Linked DNA regions of Mus musculus: regions 2, 3 and 4 are each linked to region 1. The links are chromatin contacts, called in public HiCAR-type and promoter capture Hi-C maps. All regions are on one chromosome and are shown on one strand. The core of a region is the stretch at or near the end of the contact, and the rest is flanking DNA. Distances in the headings are between cores, read along the strand shown.

Evidence for each region. HiCAR-type assays count read pairs that join an accessible place to other places. Capture Hi-C pulls out chosen DNA fragments and counts their contacts.
Region 2: a contact with region 1 is called in a promoter capture Hi-C map of liver, with 2.4 times the contacts expected there. The contact joins the promoter of Ifi47 here to the promoter of Med7 in region 1. A contact is called at or near these places in 1 of 115 datasets of contacts at active chromatin or transcription factors (astrocytes) and 1 of 9 other capture datasets (liver).
Region 3: a contact with region 1 is called in a HiCAR-type map of astrocytes, with 2.4 times the contacts expected there. The contact joins the promoter of Il12b here to the promoter of Med7 in region 1.
Region 4: a promoter capture Hi-C map of adipose tissue shows a contact between it and region 1, with 3 times the contacts expected there. The contact joins the promoter of Irgm1 here to the promoter of Med7 in region 1. A contact is called at or near these places in 1 of 39 promoter capture datasets (cranial neural crest), 1 of 484 Hi-C or Micro-C datasets (B cells), 3 of 115 datasets of contacts at active chromatin or transcription factors (astrocytes, fetal liver and large pre-B cells) and 1 of 9 other capture datasets (adipose tissue).

What each region holds. Positions count from the first base shown.
Region 1 is chr11:46,435,599-46,441,209 of GRCm38.p6, forward strand. Med7 (mediator complex subunit 7) reads left to right here and starts at 1,363. Exons shown (of 3, transcript NM_025426.3): 1 at 1,363-1,593; 2 at 4,208-4,377; 3 at 4,965-5,611. The coding sequence starts at 4,982.
Region 2 is chr11:49,085,655-49,092,027 of GRCm38.p6, forward strand. It overlaps Ifi47 (interferon gamma inducible protein 47), which reads left to right and starts at 1,363. Exons shown (of 2, transcript NM_008330.2): 1 at 1,363-1,490. It also overlaps the pseudogene Gm12188.
Region 3 is chr11:44,396,484-44,402,099 of GRCm38.p6, forward strand. Il12b (interleukin 12b) reads left to right here and starts at 3,580. Exons shown (of 8, transcript NM_001303244.1): 1 at 3,580-3,635.
Region 4 is chr11:48,866,890-48,872,927 of GRCm38.p6, forward strand. Irgm1 (immunity-related GTPase family M member 1) reads right to left here and starts at 4,531. Exons shown (of 3, transcript NM_008326.2): 1 at 4,205-4,531; 2 at 1,673-1,891; 3 at 1-114. The coding sequence starts at 1,699.

The DNA of each region.
Region 1 (5,611 bases), core at 113-2,612:
AGATAAAAGGACATGAAGAAAGGAAACTGCTCTTTGGTTGCTTGCTCTAACACTCACTGGCAACTTCATCTGTACCACTGCTGTGCCATTCCTTTGCCAGTATTAGAACCAAACTTCTTTGGGATTCCAACATGGACTGAAGACCTGTGGCTCTCCAGGAATCTTCCAGGTCTCCAATGCCAGGTGGGGGTCTGTTGAGACATCCAGCCTCTTAGACTGAGCAACTACAGGATTCTCAGCCTTTCAGGGCTGAGACAGCCATTGCTGGACTACTTGAACTGCATCTTGTAAGTCACTCGGATAAGTCATATATACATATATATCCATGTGCATACACACATTCATTCTATCAGTGTAATAACCCCTAGTACACTTTCAGTAAGATAATAAATCTGTGGGTATAGGAAAAAACGAAGAGCCCTTACCTTTTAGAGGTTCATACCAGACTAGAGACAAAATGATGGGGCTCATATAACTATGGAAGTTGGTAGTGAGTAGACTCTTCTTTTGTTTTTATGCCTGCAATGCTCCACATATTTAAAGGAAGAAACTGAGACATTCTTGTTTGTGAAGCAGAGCTGTTTATCTTACTTTTAGTTTGCAACACTGCATCTTACGACTCCCATATCATCTGTTAACAACTCTTCTCTCTCTCCTCCCTCCCCCTCCTCCTCTCCCTCAGGGAAAGGCCAAAATGGAAATATTTCTTGCTAGTCCTGATGGCTCATTTCTATACCTCTGGCTTTCCAGAGGCTGGGAAGAGACATCTGAAGCCAGCCTGGGCTACACAGTGAAATTACCCACTCCCTCCATTTTAAAAAATTATATTAAGTTTTTTTCACTTGTCAATTTGTGGAAGGATTGTTATAGACATCTTTGAATTCCTAAATGAAAATAAAAGTGAATGGAAGGGGGAAAATGAAGGTTTAGGATGTTATTCTTAATCATGTTCACAAATATCTCCATATATATGAATATATCATAGAGTACAATCTTGCTTTTAAAAAACATTTTTGATGATTACATTAGTATAATTTTTAAATATATTGCTTATCTGTATTTTCTGACTTTTACATAAGGCAAGTATTTAATTTTAAAAGTCTCGTATAAAAGTGGGGGCTGCAAGGAATGGAATTACTAGAGAGTACTTTCTTCTACTAACAAAAAGTACGAAGAAGTATTCTCCTGACCTGACCAAGAAACCAGACAGCGGATCTTTCCCGAGAGAAGCAGGAGATGCGAAAGTGCGCATGTGCAACATCTTTAGGGCGGGAGTAGGACCTGCTATAGGACAGCCTTGGTAGCCAATGAGAGGCCCGCGTCAGAGGCTTCTTCCTGAGAAGGCAACCGGAACTTGTGCTTCCGCTGCGCTGAGGAAAAGTCACTACCGGAAAAGCAAGAAAGAGCTGAGGTGAGCGGGCGGCGGCGGTTGGCGACCGCAGCCTAAGTCTGTCTCTCCGCCCCCGCGGTTGCGTCTCTCCCGGCGTGGAGCGCCGAAGTCCGGCGCGGGACAGCCTGGGACGCCCGGGCTAGCCTTCCTCCCGGTTCCTCCGCGAAGCCTCCCCGGGGCCTGAGGCAGGCGGCCGGCCGAAGGTACACCGAGTACCGCTCTCTCCGGACGACAAGCCAGACGGGAGGTTGGGAGGTCCGAGTTCTCGTCCCCACGCCACGGGCTTTTATAATGTCGTGGTCTTAGCCTGCCCTGTCGCCATTGGTAAAGTGACAGTAGCCGCCTGGGAGCGCGGGGGCTGGGGGAGGGGAGCGAGAGCCTGGGTCGGAGCCGGATTCATCCTGTACCAGACTTTCCGCGGGGACCCAGTCACGGGGACAAAGTGAGCCAAGTGTCTGAGCTTGCGGACCCCCCCCCTCCCAAAAAAAAAAGCACCCACGAGACACTGGATCTTGTTAGTGTTAGCGAGTCACGACCTCCAGCGGCTTTGAAAAGTTCAGTTTGAACCGGTAATGGGCGGTTTCTGTAAGGTGGCCCGCTCTAACGCGGGATGCCCAAGTTACGGGGGTTTGCACTTGCGCCCGAAAAAACTAATGCGGATTCCCGTTGTACAATTCACCCCCTTCTGCACGTTGGGAATTGGCTTCTTGTCTCTATAGTCAAATTGGGAGTAGTCGTACCGTCCTGATGATTGGAGTGAGGATGCGGATCTGTCACTTACTAAAAACCTTCGGGAAACTGCGGGTTTAGTGTGGGTGTGGCTAAGGGAAGCGCAGATCCCCAACTTCAAAAGCCTTCGGGGGATGAAATTTAGGCCAGGTGTTGACTTGAAGTGGCTACAAGTAGACTTTCGTGTTCTAGGTATATACACCCTGAATTAGCTCTAACAGTTAGACAATCTGAAGAATTTGGAGTTGCTTCCCTCAGATTTAAGGTATTGGCAGTGTACATCAGTGTGAGAAAGCACTCAAGAATCTTCTCATTGTATAATGTACTTAAATTGGAAAAAGCAAAGGTTATTTTGACCATATATGTTGGGATTTAGGTTTTAAATTTATGTAGAAAAGATGTAAAAATTGCTAATGTGTTAAGAAAACTGTACTATACTAACTCTACTATACTGTAAGATGTGGCTTCCTTCAGAAACCTTGGAAAATATTTGAAATATGAAATTTAACAACGGTGTTTTGTTATAGTTGTTTGTTTGTTTGTTTTTTTGAGACAGAATTTCTCTGCGTAGCCTTGGCTGTCCTGGAACTCACTCTGTAGACCAGGCTGGCCTCGAACTCAGAAATTCACCTGCCTCTGCCTCCCAAGTGCTGGGATTAAAGGCGTGCGCCACCACTGCCCAGCAACAATGGTGATTTTTGTCAAGATGTAAAGAGAGTTTTAAGTGTTTGGGTTTGGAGACCACTGTACAGTAAAAAGGAAAGTGAACGACATGAGATTAATAGATACCATATGTAGTTTGATTATGGGAAAGAATAATAAATAAGGCATATGACATTTGCATATAAATGTTCTTTTCCAGAGTAGGTTCCAACATATGCCTACCAAAAGGAGTCAGACATGAAAAAATAGTATATCATGTACCATATAAAAGCACCCTAAATACAGACCCTTTTTCCTTAGTTCTCAGAATATGTTTGTTCTTTGAGAATTTTATACACACACACACAAACACACATGTGTTTTGATCATACCCGCTTCCACACTCCTCTAATACCTCACAGACCACTACCATATCTTACTCCCACTTTTATATATTTTAAAAATATTTACTTAGTTTTTAAAGATGGATCTTTAGCACCGGCTGGCCCAGCCTCACTGTGTAGTCCAAACTGGCCTTGAACTTAGAGCTATCGAGCTTCTCAGTCACAGGGACTACAGCATGACCCATCATGACTACAGCGGGAACCATCATGCCCAGTTTAGGTCTTTTTAAAAAAATGTTTAAAAATAACAGTAAATAAAGTCCTCTGCCAAACCTGTGGTGGACTCTGCTGCTTGTTTTTCCACTTTGTATGCTTTACATTTGTCAGATTACCTAGAATATGTGAGTCCTTAGTGCTAGCATCCTTTTCTAAACAAGCAGAGCAGATCTTACTTCACCATCACGTGAAGTCTGGCAGGCAGCAAGAGTGCTCTTTAACAGGTGAGAAAGACTTGAAGAGATCAAAAAAATAGTAGGGTTTCTAAGTGATACTGTTTTGTGTTCTCAGAATTTCCTTCATAGACAAAGTTTGCATATCTCGACTTGGGTGTATAGTTAGAGATATTAGGGCAACAAGGCTCTCACTTCTGTTATCTTCACTGCAATAAACATAACAATTCAGCATTTTTAAGTCTGATTCAGTTAAACAAACTATCTGATAAAAACCTGCAGTCGTGGGTGAATACAGTTAAGAGTCAGGACACAGCAGGCCGTAGGACCAGAGCAGTATTGTGAAGAAGTCATGGTACCTGGGAGTCAGTGACTAAGTAGTTTAAACGGTGATTCTGCAGTAAAAATGACCTTGCCATTGTCCACTGTGAGTTACAGAACCTGTCTTTACACTTGAATGTTAGAATCATAATTGTGGTGCTATCACAAAGTAGACAAAGGGCAAACCTTTTGGAAGGCAGAGTCTTTGGTGTGCAACTTTCTGTACCTTCCTTGCTCTATCCCATTAGCCTAACAAGGAAGTTTTTTTGTTTTTTGTTCTCCCCCCCACCGTCAGATCTTCATAAAGCTTTGCTTTATTTTCTCTTTGCCAGGATCATCTGTCCCTATCGGGTGAGTTAGCACACCTGTTGTCTTGGGTGGTCAACACGTTCTCAATTTTCAAGGTGTATTTCCTATCAGGAAACTTGAAGATAATATGGTCTGAACCCACAGTGAACTTCTGAACATCGTAGTTGTGTTGATCAGGCTGCTCTGGTCTTAGGTTGGTACTTTTTTCTCTCATCAGTGAAGTTTCATGACACAGTAACAAATGTCACAAGACCCTCTCCCTCCCTCACACCCTGCCCTGCTCTTCTCCCCCCCCCCCCCCCAGTATACTTTGCCCGGTCTGTTTTTGAGAAATTGACAAGTCTTCCGTGCTCTGGAAGGATTGTTTTGTTTTTGTCATTACTGGTATTGTGGGTGCCTGTCTTCCACTGAAATGTGGCCTATATCTGAAGATTTTTCCCGCAAGCCCCAGTAGATAGAGAGCTAATGTGGGCTGTCCCAGCTTCCATTTCCCTCAGACATTCTCTATAGAGGAAAAAGATGTAGCTTTTGTTTTATTAACTACTGTTGAAAACCCTGAGGAAATAAAGGAAAATACATGGATGTTAACATAATATTTAATTAGAACATAATTGATAGCTATTCACTGCTGTAAATGTTAATTTTAAAATCTAAGATCATCTTGTCTTGGACTGTGTACTGTCAGAAAAAGGAAGAACATATTCTGAAGTCACTAATTGGGGGCAGCAGGAGGAAGGTGGTGTTCATGATTCTGTTCTGAATCGTGCTCTGTTTCTTTAGGTTCTTGATTGTCTACAATGGGTGAACCACAGCAAGTGAGTGCACTTCCACCGCCTCCAATGCAGTACATCAAGGAATATACAGATGAAAATATTCAGGAAGGCTTGGCTCCCAAGCCTCCTCCTCCAATTAAAGACAGCTACATGATGTTTGGCAACCAGTTCCAATGTGATGATCTTATCATTCGCCCTTTAGAAAGTCAGGGCATTGAACGGCTTCATCCTATGCAATTTGATCATAAGAAAGAGCTGAGAAAACTCAATATGTCTATACTGATTAATTTCTTAGACCTTTTAGACATCTTAATAAGAAGTCCTGGGAGTATAAAACGAGAAGAAAAGCTAGAAGATCTTAAGCTACTTTTTGTACATGTACATCATCTTATAAATGAATATCGACCCCACCAAGCAAGAGAGACTTTGAGAGTCATGATGGAGGTCCAGAAACGCCAGCGCCTTGAAACAGCTGAGAGGTTTCAGAAACATCTGGAACGAGTCATTGAAATGATTCAGAATTGCTTGGCTTCTTTGCCCGATGATTTGCCCCATTCAGAAGCAGGGATGAGAGTTAAAGCTGAGCCGATGGATACTGATGATAACAGCAATTGTCCTGGACAGAATGAACAACAAAGAGAAAGTTCAGGTCAC
Region 2 (6,373 bases), core at 113-2,612, 2.7 Mb after region 1:
TAGTGATAAAGAGAGATGGTGCCCTTTCTCCCCTTTTCATACCTCAGAGTATCTTCATGGTGAATCTGTGACACATTGCCATATAATTGAGTCACGGCTTCAGTTATCTGGAAGCCAGGCACTATACCTCAAGATTTCAATGTTCAGAACTAAATTTTGGCTCTCATATAGAAACCAAGAAAGAGATGTACTTGGTTCTCATACAAGAATCCACTAAGCATGTGAACGTCTGTGTACAGAAGGAGACAGAGTCACTGTGTGCCTTCAGATAATCAAAAATCGGACCCATAGACCATGGACGGTATCAACCTCCCACTCTCTGCACTCACCCAGCCATTCAAATGGAGAATAAACTCAAATCACACAGAGCTGGAAAAAAAAGACACCATTTTAATTAACAGGAGCATGTAATCTGTTCTTCATATCTGATTACATGTGTTAAAATTACGCAGAAACTCCGGGCGTGGTGGTACATGCCTTTAATCCCAGCACTCGGGAAGCAGAGGCAGGAAGATTTCTGAGTTCGAGGCCAGCCTGGTCTACAAAGTAAGTTCCAGGACAGCCAGGGCTATACAGAGAAACCCTGTCTCAAAAATACAAAACAACAACAACAACAACAAAAACCAAACCAAAACAAAACAAAACAAAAAATTATGCAGAAACACTGTCAATATAACCCAAACCATCCATGTTCAGAGACAGACTTCACCAAGGACAGAACATGTCAGCAACAGCTTCTTTTCCCAACATGGCAGCAAATGTCTTTCCTCCATGGTGATAAACGTTAAAACCAACAAAACCTGTGAGGGATTATCTCATTGCATCAAATGATGTTTTTGGAAAACCTGTCTTCACTTTGTGCCAGACTACGCTCTCATGAGGGAATCCTGAGGTAGATAAAATGAGAAAGGAAACTAGGAAGACTCCATTACTCTCTTTCCTGAGTTGTCTTGGTGGCTCTGGATCCTGTGAGACCCCAGGTTCATGGGTGCCTTGGGGCTGAAATGAGGTTAGTCAGCCACAGTGTTCCTGAGAAGGACAAGGAGGCAGACGCATGGCACAGTCCTTCCCGATGGGCAGTGTGTTTCAGTCATTCACTGGCGTCTTTGGAAAACCCCTCATCTCTTTCATCCTTGTCCCCAGGAATCCTTTGGCTTCAGAGAACTCATTCCCCTGATGTCTTGGCCGAGTGACCCTTCACAGGCCAAGTGGAAATGTCTTCCTGGCCTTGAATCTTCCAGGCTTCTTTCATTCTCTGACCAAGTTAAAGTCCTTTTCTTTTTCCTGGAAATGTTTATGCTGCAGGGGAAACAAAGAAAGAGCTTTAGTTTCACTTTTGTTTCCTGCAAATATATCTTTCATTTTTTTCTCTCTGCTAGGGCTCATTGCTTCAGACTTTCCTGAAGGAGGGCAGACCCGTGCCGTTGGTGGTGGCTGTGCTGTGGGCTGCAGTGAGAAACAGACCCGGTATTTTCTACTTCTTGGATCTGGTGAGTGCGAAAAGCCTTTGCACCTGGTGTGACCTAGGTTTTGGCTTTGTGGGAAGAGGGCAGAGCTGGCTTGGATAGGCAGCAGGTCATGTCACCGGTCTATCACAGATAGGAGTCATGGGTCTGGAACTGCCTTTTGGTGCCAGTTGTTCTGTGAGAGTTCTGAGTAAGTTTGGACTGAGCAGAGTCTTTATGGGTGACTCTCATAGGAAACGTACCATGCTCACTGTAATGTGGCCGGATCTCACCACCAGAGAGTATGGCATAACCCTGCCAGCTTTGCTTTCTTTTCTTTCCTTTCCTTTCCTTCCCTTCCTTTCCTTTCCTTTCGTTCCCTTCCCTTCCCTTCCCTTCCCTTCCCTTCCCTTCCCTTCCCTTCCCTTCCCTTCCCTTCCCTTCCCTTCCCTTCCCTTCCCTTCTCTCTTTTCTTTTCTCTTTCTTTCTTTCTTTCTTTCTTTCTTTCTTTCTTTCTTTCTTTCTTTCTTTCTTTCTCTCCTTCCTTCCTTCCTTCCTTCCTTCCTTCCTTCCTTCCTTCCTTTCTTTCTCTCTCTTTCCTTCCTTCCTTCCTTCCTTCCTTCCTTCCTTCCTTCCTTCCTCCCTCCCCTCCCTTTTTAAAAAGTCTCATCTGTATTTACTTTTTTTTTTTTCTAGATAGGGTCCAGCTGTGGGCCTAGGGTAAATGTGGCTTTTATTTCCTCTCAGGAAAAGAAGTTAAAGGGTGGTTTTCTCAGTTACCCCAACCTAAGGAAAGGTGGGTGTGCACCGGAGGCTAGGGCTAGAATTGCTGGATCATTCTGACAGACTCCTCTGTGTCCACTTGCTGGCACTCGATGCAGGGAGGGTATGGGTGAGAGTCATTCCCCTGCAGTAGCAGCTCGGTTATCAACAGAGGCACAAGGTGGTATGTGCTGGTGTTCACAAAATGGAAGGCAGAGCACGTGCCCTGAGTGAAGAGCAGGACTGGGTGGCCGATCCACACCCAGTGTCTGCCTGGTACAAGGCCTGACTGCTGTGGCTCTTTTCCCAAGGGCCCAAGGGGCCCCAGAAACATCACTGCGTCCTATGGTCCCTTAAATGTCCATCTCAAACTTCACCGCCTGCCCGCTTATCTTCCGGGCTGCTGTGCAGGTGGTGGCTCTGGCTGGCTTGCATGGGAGGCTCACCGCTGGTAGGGCTAGTGACCCAGAAATGGCTGGCAGGTCCTTTGGGGGTGTTTTGGCAACAGGTGAGTTCTGACACTCCATCAGGAATTTCCAGTCATAGATGATTTGGGTTGTGTGTGTGCCGCTGGGGGTGGTGCTGTAGTGCCTGGGCGGGAGCTGCACGCCTCATCGAGGGCTACGTGGTGAGTGGGGGTTGCCCAGCTGGGAGTCTGGCTGCAGCTGCTGCCCGCTGATACGTCTCCTGCACACCGCCCACGACCCTCCAGCAATCCCGCCCAGCCCGTCTCGCCCTGTATTTACCTTTTAAACAGAATGTGATCGGGCACTATTATTTCCATTCACAATCCTTGCTGAGTTACAAGACCTAGGGAAACTTAGGGTTTTGTTCTGGGTACTTTGGAAAACAAGCCACTTGGGGAATTCCTCTGTCAAGTTGTTTTAACTTGTGTTTACTTCTAAGACTGGTACATGCAAAGCCATCTTAATGTGGTCTACTAAGGAATCCAGCTCAAAAGTTAAACACTTCAGACCACAAACATAATTAACAAAAATCTAAGTAATGTTTCATCATGGACACACGAGTAAAGCTGATTTGCTGAGGTCTAAGGATGTCCATCCTGCTCCATAAGAGACAGCACGTTAACCTCCATCCTCACACTTACAGAACATACTTGAGAGAAAGCGTGGCTGGTTTCTTTTAAGATGCTGAAAGATCTCTATTTGTTCTAATGTTCACCATACACAATTAGTAATCAGAAGTAAAATAATTATTCCTCCCATTCCTGTTTTTTCTCCCTGCATTTCTTCCCCCTTGCTTCTCTCCCCCACCCCCTTCCTTACCCTCTGTCTCCTCTTTCTTCTTTGTACTGAGATTGGACCTTTGGCATCATAAACCTTGGACTATGCAAGGGCTCTACCACTAAGCTGCACTCCAAGCCCTTTCATTTTTTATATTTTTACTTTAAAAGTGTATTTATGTATGTGTGTGTGTGCATACATACGTGAGTGTCTGTTTGTGTGTGCATGTGTGTGTGATCACATGTACATGTGCAGAGGTCAGAAAACAGTTTTGGAGAGTTAGACTTTCCGTCTACCTTACAGAGGTGGGTGTGTCTGGTTTCCATGGCTATGTTGTAGACTCTAGGTAACTAACCTGCAAGCTTCAGGCTGCGCTCTCCTAAGGCTCTTATTTCAAAGGAGGATTGGGGAAATTACCAATGTGCCTCATATTTGGCCTTTTATGTGAGTCCCAGGGATTAAAGGTCACCAGGCTTGTAGGACAAGTGGTTTTACCCTTCGACCCATCTTCCTGGCCCCATTTTTACTTTTCATTACCAACAAAATGATTTTACTTTGGTCACTGACACATGATAGAAATGACGATTGTGTTGTTTGGTTTTTAAAATTTTACTTAAGTATGCATTAAAATAGGTTACATTTAAGAACTTTTACAGTAAAATTTCCTATAAGCAAGATACTTTCTTAATACATTCCCCTCTTTTGTTTCATTTGTAAATAATCTACACAACCAGAAATAAGACTATCAACTCTAATGATCTAAAAGTCCATATATATTTTGTAGTTAGAGAAAGCATACATTCTGGTCTTATCAATGATGTGCAGTGTGCACTTTTCTTATCACCAATAAGATGCTGATCACAAATTGTTGTCTCCTAATGTGGTCTGTTGAGAGTAACCCTTCAGTTTCTTTGGTAGAGACGCCATGAGTTTTTAAAAACATGAAAAAGAGTCAAAGCCATTTTTTATTAGATTATTTTCTTCATTTACATTTCAAATGCTATCTCCAAAGTCCCCTATAACCTCCCCCCCGCACTGATCCCCAACACACCCACTCCCACTTCCTGGCCCTGGCATTCCCTTATACTGGGCCAAAGCCATTTTTTAAAGGCAAGGTTTCATTATGTTGCTGATGTAGCCAAGACTGGCCTTGAACTCACAGTTGTTTCAACCTCCCAAGTACCTTGTGCATTTAGCACTGTACTTAGCCAAAAGCTGATGGTTGCTTAGTAACAGCAGAGAAGTTCATTTGTCAAAGTCCAGCTCCAACAGTGAGATCAGTAATCCAGGGTTGGTGACTAATATAAAATAGACTCTCTTTCGTCTCTGTCTGTCTGACTGTCTGTCTGTCTGTCTGTCTGTCTCTCTCTCTCTCTCTCTCTCTCTCTCTCTCTCACACACACACACACACACACACACATTTGGTGGATGAAGCAAGGAACTCACAACACAATGGCTTCTTAATCATGAATTTTAATTACACAAATGATTACAAGTTTCATATTTTTTAAAAAACAAGTAAGTCTAAATCCCACATCTGATCACTCAGCTTTTTCTATTACAGATGAACAGAATTTGAGTGAGACAGATACTTTTTAACAGCCAATTTCCTTTGGCAGGCAGCATTTGCGGTTACATGAAAGGAGGTAGACATCACATTATTCTAACTCAACACAATTCTTATTCGTCTACATAGTTAACCATGTATCTATTCTTATACTCTTTTCATAGAAAAGTAAACATACAGTTAACTAGAGAACTGTAGGTCGGAGAATTTTTACTTTCTTTGAGACAATGGGGAAAAAAAAATCTCTTCAGTCTGCATGCTGCGCATCACGAAGTCCTCAAGGTGCACACCAAGAACTCATCAGCAAACTTATAAGATCAGAAAAGTAGACTTTACAACAAACACAGAAGCTCAGTTTTAACCGTGGGGACTGAACCTCAATTATTAGTCTGTCTCCTGTAGGTGAAACTCGTGAGCCTTAGTAGCCAGGCTTGCTTTGTTCTTGTTTTTTGAACTTAGCAAACATTTCATAGTAACCAGGAGTGTGTTTTTTTAATTTTATGTGTTCTGTAGGTTTTCTGCTAGGAAGCAGCTGGCAAAACATCCTAAACTATTCCCTAATCTCCCTTATCAACTGCCCTAACTTCCTATGACTATTTAAACCAAATCAGGAATTCTGTAAGATCGTCAATTCATCTAAACAACATTATTCTATGAAAGTTCATCTTCATTGATCTGCAGGAAAGTTGCCTAATAGAGTGGCTGTCTCCCATGAAGAAATCACGCTGGACTATGGACAGGGAGGGTCTCCCCAAGCCCGTTCACACCATGCAGTCAATATTCAGGAAGAAGATAGCAATGAGAAAGCATAGTAGCAGCAAGAAGTAATCCAGAGATGAAGCCCACCCCCCAGGCGGTGCCTCTTTGAGGTACATCCCTCTCAGTTGTGCTAAACCATGGGCTGTCTCCAGGAAGCTTCCTTGCCCACTTTAGTTCTTCCTGTATGGCATCTGCTAGTGATTATTTAAACATTCTAAGTCTCATTAATAGCTCCACTATACCAAAATGCTACAAGAAAAGTGAATGCTTGTAACATCACTTAAAGATCGATTTATTATCATTTTATGTGTTTACGTGTTTTGCCTAGGCGTATGTGTGTGCCTGGTGTGATCAGAAAAAAGCGTCAGACCCCTGTAGCTACAATTATAGACTGTGAGTGCTGGGACCTGATCTGGGTCCTCAGGAATAGCAGTGTGTGCTCTTAACTACTGACCCAACTCTCCAGACCATTCCACCATCACTGAAATGGTGTCAGATAATATACAATTCAAGAATCAATAAAACAGATTAAAACCCGGTTAGTATTGCAAAACAAAAACCCACTGAGATTCTGTTATAGAAACAAAGCTGAACCA
Region 3 (5,616 bases), core at 2,330-4,829, 2.0 Mb before region 1:
AGAGAACCAACTGCTACATGCTGTTCACATAAGTGTGCATAAACACATACATATACGCACGTGCACACATGTGCGCACACACAAACACACTAAAACTATATGATTTAAATTTAAAAAAAACCCACTAAGATGAAGAGCAATCAAGGAAGCCATCCCACATCAATCCTGGCAACCGTACATGTCCTCAGTCACACACATGGATGTACACAGCATATGAACATATATAAAAAGAAACCAAAGCTGGGCATGGTGGCATACGCCTTTAATCCCAGCCCTTGGGAGGCAGAGGCAGGCAGATTTCTGAGTTCGATGCCAGCCTGATCTACAAAGTGAGTTCCAGGACAGCCAGGGCTATACAGAGAAACCCTGTCTCAAAAAAAAAAAAAAAAAAAAGAAAAGAAAAGAAAAGAAGAAACCAAATATTTTTTAAGAATGATACATGTTAGTTGTAGACATTTTGGAGAAAATAGGAAGCCAAGCCATTGAAAATAAATACATAAACAAACAAACAAACCCCGAAAATCATCTAGTCACACGCTGACTGACACATGCACTTGGGGTGTTTTCCCGGTCTGAGCTTCTGTAAGGAAGCAGGCAGGAGCAACAACCATAGCCTGCGGGCAGACACATCTTTTGTAAATGATGGACTAAGAAGGAAGATTTATTTCTCATTGTCTGATTACCTGATTTCTTCCTTCTATGTCAGCACAAACCACCAGACTTACCTGGCCAATACCTATGATTTATGGCCTCCTAGTTGGTCTATCCACTCCTCTGTGATCAGGGCTCTGTGCCCAGCTCAGCTTTCAGTCACTGTAAGTATATTCTCCTCGGGAAGACTAGATTACAGTTGTCCAGGGGACTGGAAGAAAAAGTTCTGGGAGCTTCTAAGACAACTTTGCTCTTAGGAGAGATGCACATGATAAAAGCTGTCTCCTCTCTTTTCTCTCTCACTCCTTCCTTTACTCCTTCCCTCCCTCCCTCTCTCCCTTTCTTCATTTCTCTCTGAAACACAGACACACACACACACACACATACACACACACTGAATGTCATCCTGGATTATCTGTTATCTGGAAATATGGAGTCATCTGGAGAGAGAAGCTAGTTGGCAGACTAAGCCAAGTCTCTAACTGATCCAGATGTGGAGTCAATTCTGTTAGGTCCAGCAAGAGACCAAAGCCATGGATGTACTCACTAAAGGCTGCTGAAGGGCTGCAGAGATAACTGAGTGGTAAAGCTATCGACTAACATGTGGAAAATGTGTGTTCATAGAAACTCTTGTGGCTGCTTTTGAAACTTGGGTCGTGATATAATCCAGGCCTGTTCATTTCCCAACCACTACATAAAAGGAATTTTCAGAATCATCATATAACAAGATCCTACTTAAACAACCAAATATATACAGGGGGCACAGGCGGCTCAGAGGAACACACATCAAAGCACAGGTAATGTCTACTGCCAGGAGTCTCTATGTCAAAGCTTCAGCTTCTTATTCAAGGTGTATTTTGCTTTGGAGTTTTTGACAATAGCAAGGATGCATGTTTTGCTTTGCATTGTCTGAAAACTAATGTTTTAAAGCACACATGATTTATATTGTATTAGAAAAGTATACTAAAGGCTTATAGCCATCTTTTGATAAGGGAAGGGGCCTTTTGGTATTACATACATACATCTGTACGTACGTGTGTGTGTTGGGGGGGAGGGGTTCAATCACAGCCAAGTAGCTTCAGCCTGATTATGAGCCACACTGTTATTCTGCACATCATTCCCTTGTGTCTTGTATTCCTCTAACTGTTTTTGACCTAGCCCCAAGAGCTACCTCAAGCCCCCTCCCCCCCCCCTAGCCTTCCCTCCAGCTCCAAATAAGCCCATGGAGCTATTCTTCGGCCCCATATTGCTTTGTTCGGTTTTCCTCATGAAATCGCTTTCTTGTGGCTCATAATGATAGCTTGTCTAAGCTCAGGGGACATTTGCATGAGCTTTGCATGTATGTTGTCACAGCTTGTCTCAGCTCAGGGGACATTTACAACCCTGCACTGCAGCAGTGAGGCTAAGAGGAGTTATGTACCTTGTCAAGATCCAGTTCCTCGAGAGGCCAAAGATGGTGCTCTAACGAACTCCCGATCTGTCCTTGGGAGAGATGGGCAGAGGTAACCATGAGCTTTGCATGTAGGGTCAGTGTGACCAGCAATCTTAGTCACAGAGATTATGGCTGTCCTCAGAGATCCCCTAAAACTAGCACATTATTTTTTACTGCTATTTCACTATGCAACGAAACCTACTTTGTTCACTTAAGAATGATCTTGTATGCAAAACCAGTTTCACTCGAAGCCTAGGAGTACAGGGATGCCACTAGCTAGCTTGCTGTGACTGATGTCTCCACCCTCAGTTTGAAGCCGATCAGGACCAAAGAGGGATTGCAGCTGGGCTGCTGGAGTGAGGAAGTGTGTGGCTGGGAAGCTCCGCAGTTCTCTCCCCCTCCCCGCGCCCCAGGCAGACTGACACTTGGAAGAAAGTTAGGCCGGAAATCTACACCGCCCGAAACCTGACAGGGTCCAACCTCAGCCCTAGGAACTTCCCAGGAGGCGGGAACCCAGGCCAGGGACAGGAATGGAGAAGCGGCGGGTTGTGTCCCTTGCGTCCCAACCGCGAGGATGTCCTCGCTTCGCGCCCTCTATCGGCGGCTCTGAGAGTGGCTCTCATCTGTATGCGAACTGGATGTGCAAGAAGAGCTAATATTTCTGAGCACGGATGAGGAAGGGAGGTAACATCAACTTACAGGATTGCACACCTCTTTGCAATTTTAAACTCCTCAAGAAGAGAAACTACAAAGGGTTTATAGGACCACAGACACGTTATTACTGAAGTGAGAATATAGTATGGGTACCCAAAAGAGTGACCTTTGAATCATCTGTACGCTTGCCTATGTCTAGCTCAGTTCATGCTGCTATCAATCCATGAGTAAGGACCTATAAGCATAAGAGACGCCCTCAAAACACTATGACTTTTATTAGTTATTCACCTCCCCAGAGCTGTCCCTGGATACAGACAACATAGGTATGAGGTAGGGGGTACGTGGAGCCAAACAGGAGGTAATACCTTCTGAATTTAGATGCTAACAAGAAAACATGGGGAAAGGTGGCCCAGATACACTAGGCCCTTTATTCTTTGGGCCTGTAACACCTACTTATTTGATTGTGGCATGAACCATGAACTCGGTTTGGGGCAAGTCCTTCCTTTTTCTGCAGTCTGTGGAATCGGGAGAGGTTAGCCATTGCCGCCTCTATTCACCTTAGGCATGATGTAAACAGAAATTAGTATCTCTGCCTCCTTCCTTTTTCCACACCCCGAAGTCATTTCCTCTTAACCTGGGATTTCGACGTCTATATTCCCTCTGTATGATAGATGCACTCAGGGAGGCAAGGGGGGGAGGGAGGAACTTCTTAAAATTCCCCCAGAATGTTTTGACACTAGTTTTCAGTGTTGCAATTGAGACTAGTCAGTTTCTACTTTGGGTTTCCATCAGAAAGTTCTGTAGGAGTAGAGTATATAAGCACCAGGAGCAGCCAAGGCAGCAGAAGGAACAGTGGGTGTCCAGGCACATCAGACCAGGCAGCTCGCAGCAAAGCAAGGTAAGTTCTCTCCTCTTCCCTGTCGCTAACTCCCTGCATCTAGAGGCTGTCCAGATTCAGACTCCAGGGGACAGGCTACCCCTGAACCAGGCAGCGTGGGAGTGGGGTAAGTGGATTCTGGGAGCATCTCGGATGGCTTTCCCCGCTGGTGGAAACCAGGGGCTTTGACGACAGGGGCTTCAAATAGTCATTTAAAAAGTCAGCTAATTACAGATGTGATGGCGCACACCTGTAATCTCCAAATCTGGGAGGCAGGAAACAGAATGCACAGGAGTTTAAGGCCAGATTCAGCTGTGTAATGAGTTTGAGAGAGTCTCAAAAAATTGAGCTACTAATAATATGTGCCAAGCATTGTGGACAGATGTGTATTTGATAGAAAGGTTTGCTTTGTCTATATAGACACATATACTATGTGCATTTTCTTAAGTATTAATGCATATGTGTTAAGGAGTGTTGTTAAAATTCTGTTCTTGCCTTAAGAGTGAAACTTAAAAAAAAAAAAAGCCTTTCATGTACCCCTTCAAGCCTAAGCTCATCACTGAATGTCCTACCTGTGATGGCCTTTAGAATCAGCTATGATAATCAAAGTGGAGAGCTGGGTTTGGGGGTTCCTTTGGATTTTAACTAACTTTGCCACCTCTTCAAAACTGGAAAGCCCAAGGCATGTTCCAAACTATTTCCTAAAGGGTTCTAAAATCTGTGAGAAAGGGAAGGCTAATCTTCATGGGTTGGCTTCCTCTGCTTGCCCAGGTGAAATCATGAGCACCAGATGGGGCAGGGTGATGGGGCAGGGTGACATCTTGCTTTCACCCAGGGATCACTGAGCCTCAGCTGGGGGCTCCGTTTGTTCAAGCAAGGCATTTCAAGATGAAGTTAGGTCACCCCCAAGAATTCATTTTGCTGAGATCTGAAATACTGTGATTATTGCACCAACAATCCATGGACTCTCTCTAGGCTAGATTCTGGATATAAGACTAGACAGATATGACCTCTGTCACACACCTCGGTATGGGAAAGGGGGGACAGACATTAAAGACGTAATCAAATGATTGTCATTTCAGCGATGCTGAAGGGGAAGAGTAGCTATTTGGGGTCCTGTTTTCATTTGGGGCTCAAGCTGGCACTTTCTGTGGATCATTTCATGAACTCCTAACCTGACAGAGTTATTTTTAATCTAGGAGTACAGGCTTGACAAAGTCAACACAACTTGTCAAGGTCACATAACTAACAAGTGGCAGACTGAGGTCTGTTTGGCTGTAGAACCAAGGCCCTTTGCCCGTGCCCTCCTTGCCATCCCTGACAGCCACGCCATCTGTACTGTGCATTGTTGTTTCTGGGCATTTTTATTTTTACATATCATTTCTCTTTTAAATTAAAGAATAACAGAATGAAACTTGCAAAAGGGATGTCCACTCAGGCACCCGCTGGCAGCAATGTTTGGAAGCATTTGCATGCTCTAGGGAGCTAGAGTATCCAGCCCAGGGTTCCTGTGCTCTTTGCACAAGACTTTCAGGACTTAAGAAAACTAATGAAAACAAACAAACAAACAAACAAACAAAAAAGAATTGTTAAAACATAGCATATGGAAGAATTGTGGAGTGAGAGGGAAACAAAGCCCAGCATCTGCCAATCAGCCTGAAAGCCAAAGCCTGGCTACATACTGCACACTTTTTTGCTTGTGCAGATTTGATTAAGAGGCGACCTGCCATCATCTCCACCCTCTGCTGGTCTTCTATGATCTAAGATGTAGGTGATGCCGAAATGAAGATTGTTCCTTGGACCATTGCCAGGGCTCCCTTCAGCCTGAAATATGGTTCACGTGTGATGCTCAAGTGCATCTGAGGCTGACAGAGGAAATGCTTGGCATGTAGCCAAAGGGGAAATCCCTGTGTTGAGAGCATATGAAGAGATCACCAGGAGATGCCAGGAATCTCTGCCTTTTTTCCCTGCCCAGAGTCCTACCATCTGGGTTTCACAGCCG
Region 4 (6,038 bases), core at 3,281-5,780, 2.4 Mb after region 1:
CCTACTGACCTCAGGTAACCTGCTGGAGCCTGTTTGGTATGACGTGACAAAGGGGAAGGCTGAGCTCAGGGGAGCATAATGGGTCTCTGCCATGTTGGGGAGTAGTGGAGCAGCCTGTAAGAGTAGATGAGTTGAGGCGTTAGACACAGGGTGGTTTATGAATCGAATCGGCAGGCTTTACAGCACAGCTTCAGGGTTTCAGACACACAACCAGAGAAGTCGCAAAGACTGCTTTGTTTACAAATAGAACAATTCAGAAGACAGTTGCACATTCCTGGGGATGGTTGTGCAGCTGTTGTGTGAAGGGCTCTACTACAGGAGCAGGACAGATGTTACCCAGATCACACAGACCCCCGTGTCAATCTAAATGAGCAGACAGAACAACAACTGAAAGCACTAGTAGCCAACTTTCCTAACTAAGCCTCATGGTGATGAGGGAGGGCCTGCAGGCCTCAAGTATAATTCAATTATTCTTTTCTAAAAAAGCACATACTCTGCCCTTCCCCCTTTCAAATGATATTTTTCTTATTGACTGATTCCTTGCAATGAAACTGTAACATTCGTGGTAGTAGGGCATGGCTGAGAAGAGAATTGGTTTGGGAATCACCAAGTGGATATTTATTTATTTATTATTTTTCAAGACAGGGTTTCTCTGTATGGATGGCCCTGGCTGTCCTGGAACTCACTCTGTGGACCAGGCTAGCCTCGAACTCAGAAATCCGCCTGCCTTTGCCTTCTGGGATTAAAGGTGTGCACCAATACCACCCGGCTAACCAAGTGGATTCTACATAAGGTTACAACACACAAACTGCTCATTGGACTTGAAAAGTCCTCCTATCATGAGTGACTGTTGTGCTATCTTCTCTTAAAATTTACCTTTCTTCTTGTACATGAATACAAATAAAAACATTCTATAACTCAGGGCTAGTGAGATGGCTCAGTACCTAAGGGCACTTGCTGCCGAATCCGATGACCTGAGTTCAATCTCAGGAACCCACATGGGGGAGAGCGAACGGACTCTTGAAAGCTGTTCTCCAACCCAGCCCTCACATGCATGCTTGAAACATCTGGAGACATCTGGAGACTTGTTTTGTCCTCACATCAAGAAGGAGGTTTCCCTAGAATACTAATTCATTTATTTCTGTAGGACATGCCCATGGCCATGGTACACCCAACAATACAGCTTCTCATTTTGCAGCTCTGGCTTGGGTAACCCTCCCTCCCTCCCTCCCTCCCTCCCTCCCTCCCTCCCTCCCTCCCTCCCTCCCTCCCAGAGAATTACTTATTTATTTTATGTAAGTACACTGTCTGTCTTCAGACACACCAGAAGAGGGCATCGGATCCCATTACAGATGGTTGTGAGCCACCATGTGGTTGCTGGGAAATTGAACTCAGGACCTCTGGAAGAGCAGTCAGTGCTCTTACACGCTGAGCCATCTCTCCAGCCCCTTGGGCACCCCTTTCACTTATACCTTTTCTGCAACAGCACCTGAATACAATCCATCTGCTCCCCATAGCCTTGCTCTCCAGTCTTGGGACTTGTATTCATCCTCTACAGAAGACAGTGGTCAGGAGACCGGTCCATGTTTGGGGAGCTCAGCTCTTTGTAATACAGACCCATTCTTGGAGCTCCAGTTTTCTGCCTCAAGCACCTGAAAGTCATGCTACCCACCTCGCAGGAACTGTGTGATGGTTTCATGATAAGATCCGAGTGACGCTGTCTGTGGACCTTTCAGCTCCCTGGTGAGGCTCTCTGGTTTTATTAGGGTCTCTGAGGAAGCCGCTCCTCAGGTTCTTCCTCCACTCTTAGACTTTAAGCACACAGGTCCTCTGTCTGTGAATCTGAGTTGGTTCCTTCGAATGCCTTATCTCACTTAATACTCCTCAAACCCTATTAGATAAGTGGTATTCATTATTGTTGATTGTGGGCAAAGAAACAGGGACATATGAAAAAATAGTCTTTTTTTTTCCCCCAGGGTCTTCCTTTGTAGCCCAGGCTGACCTGAAACTTATGATCGTCCTATCTTGGTTTCCCTAGTGCTGAGATTACAGGGCTATAACACTGTGTCTAAGAACCTGTGTATACTGTGTCTAAGTCCTGAACTATACACAGAGTATGTAAGAAATCCAAAGGCTGATCCCTGCAATATGACTCCACGTTTCTGTCTTTACGATGAAGACAGTCCTACTAAACAGAGGATTTGATGCATGCTGAGGGGTTTTGTTTGGAAACCTTGATCTACTCACTGCCACCAATTGTCACTTACCCTTTATATGGACACACATTTCATAATGTTGGAGACCAATTTTTCTGCCCTCTCTTATAAGCACCACATAACTGAACTACACTGATAAAGGAGCTCTCCCCAGCTTCTCCAACTCTATAGAACTTGGTTTAGGGTTAAACTCATCAACAGACCAAGGTGCTTTATCAAATAACTACAAAGATGTCCAGAATTCAGTGAGAGGGAGGACATGGGAAAGGTTGCCGTCACATATCACATCTGCATAGGGGCTGCCAGCCTGTCCAGCCTTTGACTATAGAAGCCATTCAGGGTCCCCCTCCAGCAGTTCTCATGTCAGACTGGCCAAGCTACGGAATATCCAGGGCTGTACTTCCTGCTTCAGTGTCAAGGGGCCCTGAGCTGGGTGTATAGGCACCAGAGTGGGCTGGTGATAAAGTCTGAGACAAAGCTGGCTGGAAGCCAGGGGGATGAAGCTGGACAAACTTCAGGGGTTGAAAACATTCTGTAATGGGGTGCAGAGACGGGGTACACAGACAAGAAGCTGTGTGACATTCAGTAGTGTCTTGTCCTCAAGGCAATTCTCTCCCCTCCATCTCACCTATCATTAGCCAGGGTCTAGTTCTGTATTGGTTTTACTTAACTGAGTTCCACTCACCAGAGTAGAAGATGAGAGCAAACCATGCTTTCTCAGAACTATTTATGTAACTGTGACTGTAGATGGAGACTTCCCACCTGCCTGCACACCCGAGAGCACCCGGTGCTGGACCCTGGACCTGCCTGCACACCCGGGATGGTGCAGGTCACAGCTGCACGCAGGAGCCAGTAACTCTCAGGAGGGCTGCTGAAGTCCATACATTACAAGCAGACTGGGAAAGGGCATGGATAACTGTATGAAGCTGCAGGATCCTCCAGGAGCCACACAGGAATGTTGGTGTGGACAGCCTTGGGATACCGTGCCTCAGAACTCCAACCCAGTATTTACAAAGAGCCCTTAGAATTCTTTCTGGGATTCAAGTGACCCTCCACTTCCTTTTTTGAGGATCATGACCAGATTATACTCCTATTTCACCTCTCTGCACAGGGGCGAAGATCCCCAAAGAAGAATATAGATCCTTGTGGCTGTCAATCTGGGAAAGAGGATGAGACCCGTGAGGAAATGTCTTTCGAGTCTCGCAACCGACACAGAACGGAGAGCATGCTCGCACACACTTGCCCATAGCTGCATGAAAGGTAGCAGGGACCACACAATTCCCTCTGATATTTATTTATCTTTGGAAAGTGTGATAAACTTGCTCACGGTGAATGGGGACAGTACTGAACCCACATGCTCTGGGAAGATGGTATTTGAAAAGCTCCCATCTCATTAACTATAAACTTACAGACTAGTGAAGGAGGTGGTTCCTTAAACAGAGACACTTTCTCCAATGCAAATAAAACATTTTAATGGAGTCAGACAAAAAGGTCACTATGATACCTTATACTCAAAACCTACTCTGAGATTCCTATTCCATGGGTAGTCCAGATAAGAAACAAACCTCCCCCCCCCCCTATTTTTTTCATGTATCCTAGATATTGCCTGTGGTCCATTCTAATCCTGGGCGTTTATTTTGTGGAGCTATGAAGAGACGCTATCTTAAATTCCAAGAGAATATGGGTTGGCACGCTCTGCCCTCCTTCAAATTTAGCCAGCATTAGAAGAACCACAAGGCCAGAAATAAGGTGAGGTACGCATTTGCCTCCAGGCTGGTGGTTTAGATATATCTGAACAGCAAAGATACAGCAGGGCTGTGTGGTACTAGACAGTCAAAGTGAGGCTCTGCTGTGGACACTGCCTGAGCAAAAGAAACCAGACCCCAAGGTCACATGACCTGTTTTCACGGTTTTACCGTTCATATTATATTGGGGGATTCATATTAGATTGGGGGTGGCCAAGCTACATTTAAGAGACTTTTACTTACCTGATCCAGAGGAGTTATTATGTGTGATTCGATGTTAGTGGCCTTCCTGGAACGTCACCCCTTTCTTCCTAGGACAAAAACGTTGCTGTCCTCCGGCAGAAGTTCCCTATGTAGAGATCCAAAACTGGAATATAGACCCGGATGTTGAGAGATGAGATGCAGAGGTCTGGAGTCCTTCTGAGAGGAGACGAACCAAGAGGAGGTCTGATCGCGTGGATTTTCTTTCAGCTTCTGGTCTTCGAGCAGACCTTGCTTTTTGTCCTGCACTTTCTAGACCGGAGATATGCCTGCCTGGGCCCAGCGGGGGAGCGGGGGGGGGACGGACTCGAATTGAGAATCAGTTTCGGTTTCTATTTCTTGAAACAGGCTAGTTTTCAGGATTAGGCTGGGCGGGCTGCATAGTAGTCTTCAAAGAGGAGCAGAACCCTGCTGTGCTGACTCACCGTCAACAGGGGTCGGGATGAGGGATTGGAGGTGGTGGTGGAAGTGGAGGGTGGGGGCGTTGGGGTTGGAGTTGTGTCTGTTTAGGGACTTTAACAGCCAGCCCCGCGTCAGACCTTCCAGTGTCTGAACCTGCTACTTCTTTCCGTGGATACCACCTGTGGAGATGCTGGCCCTGGGCAATGCTAACCTCCAGACCCAGCAACCTCAGGCCACCCCGAGCTTGGAGGCTGCACTGAGACCTTGTTCTGTATGATCGTTTACCCCGTTTGCCGGCTCACTTGATTAATCACACCTCTCTATATAAAGGAGAATGTCAGAGCACCAGGGAGTCGAGAATCGGGTTCTTGTCCTCGTTAGTGTTTGAGAGGGAAGAGGGTATGAGCTGAGAGGGGACATACTTCATTTTCCTCAGATCTAGGAGGTAGATTATTAGAGAGTAAACGCAGGGGCTGGACGCTTTGACCATGGCATAGAAGCACTGACCCCTGTGTAACGTTTTCATGAAGAAAAACAGAATTTTTTTTTTTTAAAGCAACCGGCCACGGTCACAGTGACAGAGGGGGCAGCGAAGAGGAGCCAAGTAGCTTTCAGAGTGTCGGGCGGCTGTTATTCTCTCTGCTGCTCTTCTGTACCTACCGGTGAGTTCTTACTGCACAGCAAAGAGGGGCAGAGCTGAGCCTGTTCCATAGTCACTGCGAGAGGGAGACAGATTGGGCCAGGAGGAATGAGGCGGCTCCTCACACAGGCACTAACCAGTGTTCCAAACTCTACTTCTGCCCATTACAGGCTCAGTATTGCCCAGAGGTTTGGGCAATGTGATCCTCTGGTCACAAGGAGCCCTTTGTCACCCCTCCAAGTGACCAGTAATGTGATCCTCTACCGGCGCTGGTGGCTTTCTCTTTCTCCTTACCGGAAAAGACTGAGTTGCTGAGAAGAGGAACAAGTGTGAGCTGTTGTTTAATGAACTGGAGGCCTTGAGTGATAGCCAGGATCTGTCCTTGTTTGATTCCTCTAAGCCCTCAGCTTCTCCTCAAAGCCTGAGGAGAAAGCAGGCTAGTTTCAATGTCTGTCTTTGAGAGACTGGACAATCTGTATGTCCTGCTTTCTTTATGTGATTTCTATAAGAACAAACAGGAACAGGTCTGAGCACAGTACAGGAAGGCCAGGAAGAGAGTTTCTGGAACCTTCTGTCTCAGTGAGCCAGCATTTCAACTCAGCACTTTGTGTTTCCCCAGGGCCAGGGTCTCCCTTGAGCTCAGAGTTAGTTCTCTCAGGCTCTTGCTCCTGCGGAGGAACTGAGGCTGGGCACAGCAGGGTTTGTTATAACTGGGTGTCAGGTAAAGATTCCTCAGGGCAGGATGCTGTGTGTACACAGTCAATAATCAGAACA